Linked DNA regions of Mus musculus: region 2 is linked to region 1. A link is a contact called in public Hi-C data. All regions are on one chromosome and are shown on one strand. The core of a region is the stretch at or near the end of the contact, and the rest is flanking DNA. Distances in the headings are between cores, read along the strand shown.

Region 1 (2,807 bases), core at 22-2,521:
ACCCAGAGGCACTGAGGAGGAGGGCCACTCCCCTGATGAGAACCAGAGTTGTCAGAACTGAGTGCAGAGATCAGATTTTCCCAGCCCTTTCTCTTTATCTGGAGCACAGTACCCCGTCCACCCCCACCCCAACCCCACCCTGAGCACACACACACCTTCACTTGGGATCAGAGCCCAACCATTACTGAATTCCTTGGTCTTCAGGCTGGCCCCATCTGACCCAGTGTCCCCTGGACTGGAACTTATAGAAGACTCCTGTTTGGTGGACGTGGCTAGGCATACCTGCATTTGGACTTCATCAAAGCATTCTGAACTAGAACTTAGGATCGGTAGGCACAAGGGACAGGATTCTGTCACAGGGTCCTGTGTTTTATATATGTATGCATTGAGACAACAACAGTTTTCACTCAGGCAGACTCGGTTTAAAATTCAAGTGCTTGGAACAAGCGCTAGTTGTTATTGAGTGAATGAGGTAATCTTCATAGAGAGTTCGGCACAGCACTTACTGTTTATGTAGTACGTACTAATACTTATAATACTAATAATTATAACTCTGCTTGGGGCATACGTTCCCAGAGTAGCTTGCTCAATTACCCTCAGAGATGTTCTCCTCTGGAACAAGGTTCTTAGGATCCAGTTGGGGGAAATTTTTGCTCCTAGAGAGAGAGAGAAATGGCTCATTGCTGAAGAATGCTTGCTATTCTTCCGGGGAATCCCATTTTTCCGAGAGATTCTAATTTAGTTCCCAGCACTCGTGCCTTGCTGCTCAAAACCTCCTGTATCTTCAGTTCCAGAAACGCTAGCAACCTCTTTTGCTATCCATGGTCACGCACACACATGTGATGTACATACACACAAAAACATACATTTTAAAAATCGCTTCTAGGAAATTCCCTACTTCTGAATCGGGATTTTCCTTTGAACATCTGGTCCCGACAGGGAAGTGATTTGGATGCTGGTGACCTGGATGGAGCTCGTAGAATGAACCCACTGATCCAGGGTGCCGGAAGTCAAGCTTTTTTCTCAAATCCCTATAGTCAATTTCCCAGAAGGCTCCACGGTGTTATCTCCCCAGCAAAACGATGAAGCCTCTGGAAGGGGCTGGAAGTGCAGTGGAAAGTCCAAGTGGCCCAAAACATCGAATCAGACACCAGAAACCCGAAGTTATGGAAGACAAAAAAGAAACAAAAACAAAGCCAGCCTCATTAGTAGCGCTGGCTGTCGCTACCCTGTCAATAAAGGGCCTTTGAAAGTCTGTGCTTGTACTGCCATCTAGTGGCTAGAGAAGGCATGGCTGGAGCCGGTAAGGTCCCGGGCCGTGCTATGTGAAGGTGGTTCATCTTCCTCTTGAAGAATTTATGGATAGGCATATTGTCGGAAGCTTTTAATGATTATTCTCTAATTTTGCTTCATAGTGTCTGCAAATCACTGACAAATTTGTATGAGAATCATAGAACAGGGGCAGTTTACGCATCCGGCGGTCCAGTTGGGGTCTAGTTGGCAGAGTGTCTTTGGGGAAGGGAAAAAGCCCCGTTTCTCTTGGAGCACGGGAATCCGCAGAAGCAACGGCGTTGCCTCAGTAGCTCCGTGCTGGCCTAGCGTGAAGGAGGCCACTCACTATCTCCAGGTAACATCTTTGTGTCCTCAGCCCTCTGGTCTCTGACTTACTTGTAAATGCATGTCCCTTGCTTCCCTTTTAACTCCTGCTATCACGTTTAAAAATCCCTCATTTGAGTCCTGAGGGCTAGCAGAAAGAATGGAAACAGGCAACCTCAGGAAATAGGAGGTTAGGGGGACCCCCCAGAATATACCAGAGACCTGGGAAGTGAGAGACTCCCAGCACTCAAAGGGAGGGACCTTAGATGAAATGCCTGACAGTAGGGAGAGGAAACTTATAGAGCCCCCCCTCCAGCAGGAAGACAGGACATCAAGTGAAAGATGGGGTTGCCATTCCACAGTCACATCTCTGACCCATAATTGTTCCTGTCTGAAAGAATTACAGGGATGGAAATGGAGAGGAGCCTGAGGAAAAGAAGGTCCAGTGACAGGCCCAAAGTGGGATCCAGCTCAAGGGGAGATCCCAAGGCCTGACACTATTACTGAGGCTGTGGAGCGCTCATAAAAAGGGACCTATCATGACTGCCCTCTGAAAGACCCAGCAAGCAGCTGAAAGAGTCAGATGCAGATATTTGCACCCAACCAATGGGTTGCTGCTGACCCCTGTTGTTGAATTAGGGAAGGCTGAAAGAAGCGTAGGAGAATGGTGATCCTGTAAGAAGACTAGCAGTCTCAATTAATCTGGACCCCTGAGATCTCTCAGATACTGAACCACCAGCCAGGCAGCATACACCTACTAATATGAGGCCCTCAACACACATACAGCAGAGGACTTCCGGGTCTGTGTTCATTCAGAGATGATGCACCTAACCATCAAGAGACTGTAGTTTAGACGTCAGGTGGGGTGGGGGATGGGGACATTCATGTGGAGACATGGGAGTGGGGAGGAGGTGTGGGATATGAAACAGTCGGAGGGGGGATGAAGGGTGAATAAAACATGGACTGTAAAAAAAATGAATTAAAGAAAAAAATCCTTCACTTGATTTCAGGGAAATATTCCTTATCTGCGGAGGCTCTCTGGATTTTAGATGCGGGCTCGTTCTCTTGAATCACTGGCCCTAAGACTATCAAATAGCGCTTTCCATGGGCAGCCTTCTCCTCAGTGGTCACACTCACAATGAGAGTTAGGCTCCAGTGTCACAGAATCTGGGCCCTGTACCAAAGTGATAGGTTCAAAAATCTCCCCCATG
Region 2 (2,893 bases), core at 291-2,790, 72 kb before region 1:
GGTCTCTGTAGGCACCTGTTCCACTTTTCCATATTCAATAAGTTGTATAGATTTTGTCTTCAGTAATGGGCCTTGCTGTCAGTTTGTGTAGAGCAACCTATAATCTTGGCAACAGTCTTGTTTGGGGGTTCCCGTGAGACTGTTTTGGCCAAAAACTTAATTAGATGTAACTCAATCTCAATACTGGAAGTTTCATTTGGTGACAAGAGATGGCCAGGGCCATGTCTCCTCATTATTTGGCAGTTTCATGTAGATCAACTTCATGTACACACATACACACACACACACACACACACACACACACACACTCATGGAAGTGTATATATACACATATATATGTATATATGTGTGTGTGTGTATGTATATATATGTATGTACATATGTATGTATGTATGTATGTATATAAGCTTCTACTGTATTAGCTGTTTTATATTACTCTCAAAAGGCCCTTAATTTTAACCACCCCTCCCTGTGTTCCTTCCCTTACTCCTCCTCTTCCTTCCCGCTTCCCACTTGATTCTCCCATTTCAGCCCCCCATTCATCCATAACTACCTATTCTATTTCTCTTTCCTAATGATATCTATCATTAACACTGCCCCCTCCCTCATGCCTAGCCCCTTACTCTATACCTATCCTCTGTGGTTATATGGATTGTGGTTTGATTCTCAGTGACTTAACAGCTAATATCCACGTATTTGCCTTTCTGGGACTGCAATACCATCGTGCTGGGCATGGTAGATGCTATTCCTAACCCCAGCTCTGTGGAGGTGGAGGCAGAAGAATCAGGAGTTCAAGGTCATTCTCTACTACATAGTGAGGTCCAGGCAAGGCTGGGATGCTTGAGACCCTGACTCAAACATTCAAAACATTCATATGTGTGTGTGCATACGTTTATATGTAATCAAACAAAATGCAGCACTGTATAAAATGAACAGTATGCCATGGTCCAAGGCTGGTTCATCATGTGAACACCAATGTCAAAACTATAGTGACAGGAGACAAATTCTTGGTAGGACAAGAAGGACAAGAGGAAGGAGGAAGACTTGAGGTGGTAGAACTGCTCTATTCTTTGACTGGGCAGTAGTTATTAGATTGAAATTACATAAATATTTAGACCTATATGTTCTCCCAAAGTAAATTTTTACTGAGTGTGAGTTATGCATAGATTTAAAAAAAAATGTAGTGGGACCATAGACAAAACAAATATAACAGATGGTCCCTGCTGAAGCAGAGTGACAAGTAGGTCAAGTATGGAAGATTCCAAACCAAAAAATCAAACCCTCACCATAGATAGAGCACACCCCTTGACCTCACCACCCCTCTTTGTCAGTGAAGAAAGATTCGGCTAGACACAGCTACCCTCACGATTTTGCTCTAATGCTCTCTGTAGTCATTTCAAGTTTGTTGCTGAGCTCATCAATGACCTCCTGACCTTCATGTAGCCAAAGCGAAAAGCCATCCCTTTTCTTGCATCCCTGCATCCGCCCCACCTCTCAGCATCATTTGTTAGTTTCTCTTCTCGGTTTCGGTGGCAGGCGTTGCCCATGCTCACTCCTCAGTGTGGTTTTTCTCTCTTCACACCTTTGTAGTTTCACTTTGCCTCCTCTGTACTAATCCTCCAAACATGATGTGCCGAAAGGCTAGATCCTTGACTCATGACAGTTGTGTGTGTGTGTCAGTTTGACACAGTCAAGGGACCTCCGTCAGATTGTCCTACAGGCAGCCCTACATGGCATTTTCTTGATTGATGGTTGATACGGGAGGCTCCAGGCCACGTGGGTGGGACACTGCTACCCTGGCTGGCATAGGTAGCGAGAGTGAGCCTGAGAGCAAGACAGCAAGCAGTATCCCTCCATGGTCTCTGATTTACGTTCCTGCTTCAGTTCCTGCTCTGACTTCCCTCTGTGATGTATTGTGAGATGTAAGATGAAATAAACCATTTCCTCCCCAAGTTGCCTCCCATATTGGTGTTTATCGCAGCAGTGGAAAGCCAGGCAGAACAACCCCTATTCTCTTTCACTCACACTCTGTGCCAGTGGCTAGAGACTCTGGCTTTAAAGACCGTTCATTGGCTTGTGATTGACACATTATCACCTGTAGCCTTGACGGTATGCAGAAGTTTCAGACTCGCACATCTGGCATCCCACTTGACACCTCTATTTGGAAGTCTAGCCAGTATCTATCTCAAAGACAATGTGCCTACAATATTAAAATAGGCCTCTCTGTACACCTTTGCCCAATCCACACATCCCAGGAAATGGCTCCACCCCCCAGCCTCTGGAGTTTAAAGCTCACAATCATACCTGAGTCCTCCCTGCCCCCATCCCAGTAACAGCTATACACTTCTGAAGCATAACAAATGCCTTTCATTTTCATTTCTGTTGACGACAAGACACCATATTCTTAGCTTACCTGCTTGCTTTCCTTATTTCTTTCTTTCTTTTATTTTATTTTATTATTTTCTTTATTTACATTTCAAATGCTATCCCAAAAGTTCCCTATACCCTTCCCCCCGCCTTGCTCCCCTACCCATCCACTCCCACTTCTTGGCCCTGGCGTTCCCCTGTACTGAGGCATATAAAGTTTGCAAGACCTAAGGGCCTCTCTTCCCAATGATGGCCAACTAGGCCATCTTCTGCTACATATGCAGCTAGAGACACGAGCTCTGGGGATACTGGTTAGTTCATATTGTTGTTCCACCTATACGGTTGCAGACCCCTTCAGCTCCTTGGGTACTTTCTCTAGCTTCTCCATTGGGGGCCTGTGTTCCATCCTATAAATGACTGTGAGCATCCACTTATTTGCCAGGCACTGACATAGCCTCATACGAGACAGCTATACTAGGGTCCCTTCATCAAAATCTTGCTGGCATATGCAATAGTGTCTGGGTTT

Evidence for each region. A called contact is a pair of places that touch in the nucleus more often than the background predicts.
Region 2: a Hi-C map of natural killer cells shows a contact between it and region 1, with 5 times the contacts expected there. The contact joins two enhancer-like sites. A contact is called at or near these places in 1 of 15 datasets of contacts at CTCF or cohesin (CD8 T cells), 10 of 484 Hi-C or Micro-C datasets (B cells, CD4 T cells, CD8 T cells and 6 more) and 4 of 115 datasets of contacts at active chromatin or transcription factors (the 230-238 cell line, CD8 T cells, effector CD8 T cells and 1 more).

Annotation. Positions count from the first base shown.
Region 1 is chr4:32,053,780-32,056,586 of GRCm38.p6, reverse strand. No RefSeq gene overlaps it. Among named protein-coding and RNA genes, the nearest start is that of Map3k7, 91 kb to the right of the region's middle. Within about 2 kb of position 1,271, at least 122 of the 459 cell types and tissues checked have an H3K27ac peak or open chromatin away from gene starts, as enhancers often do. A contact at or near this core is called in CD8 T cells, Th1 cells, natural killer cells and 1 more, where this site is marked.
Region 2 is chr4:32,125,693-32,128,585 of GRCm38.p6, reverse strand. No RefSeq gene overlaps it. Among named protein-coding and RNA genes, the nearest start is that of Gm52717, 34 kb to the left of the region's middle. Within about 2 kb of position 1,540, at least 22 of the 459 cell types and tissues checked have an H3K27ac peak or open chromatin away from gene starts, as enhancers often do. A contact at or near this core is called in CD8 T cells, Th1 cells, natural killer cells and 1 more, where this site is marked.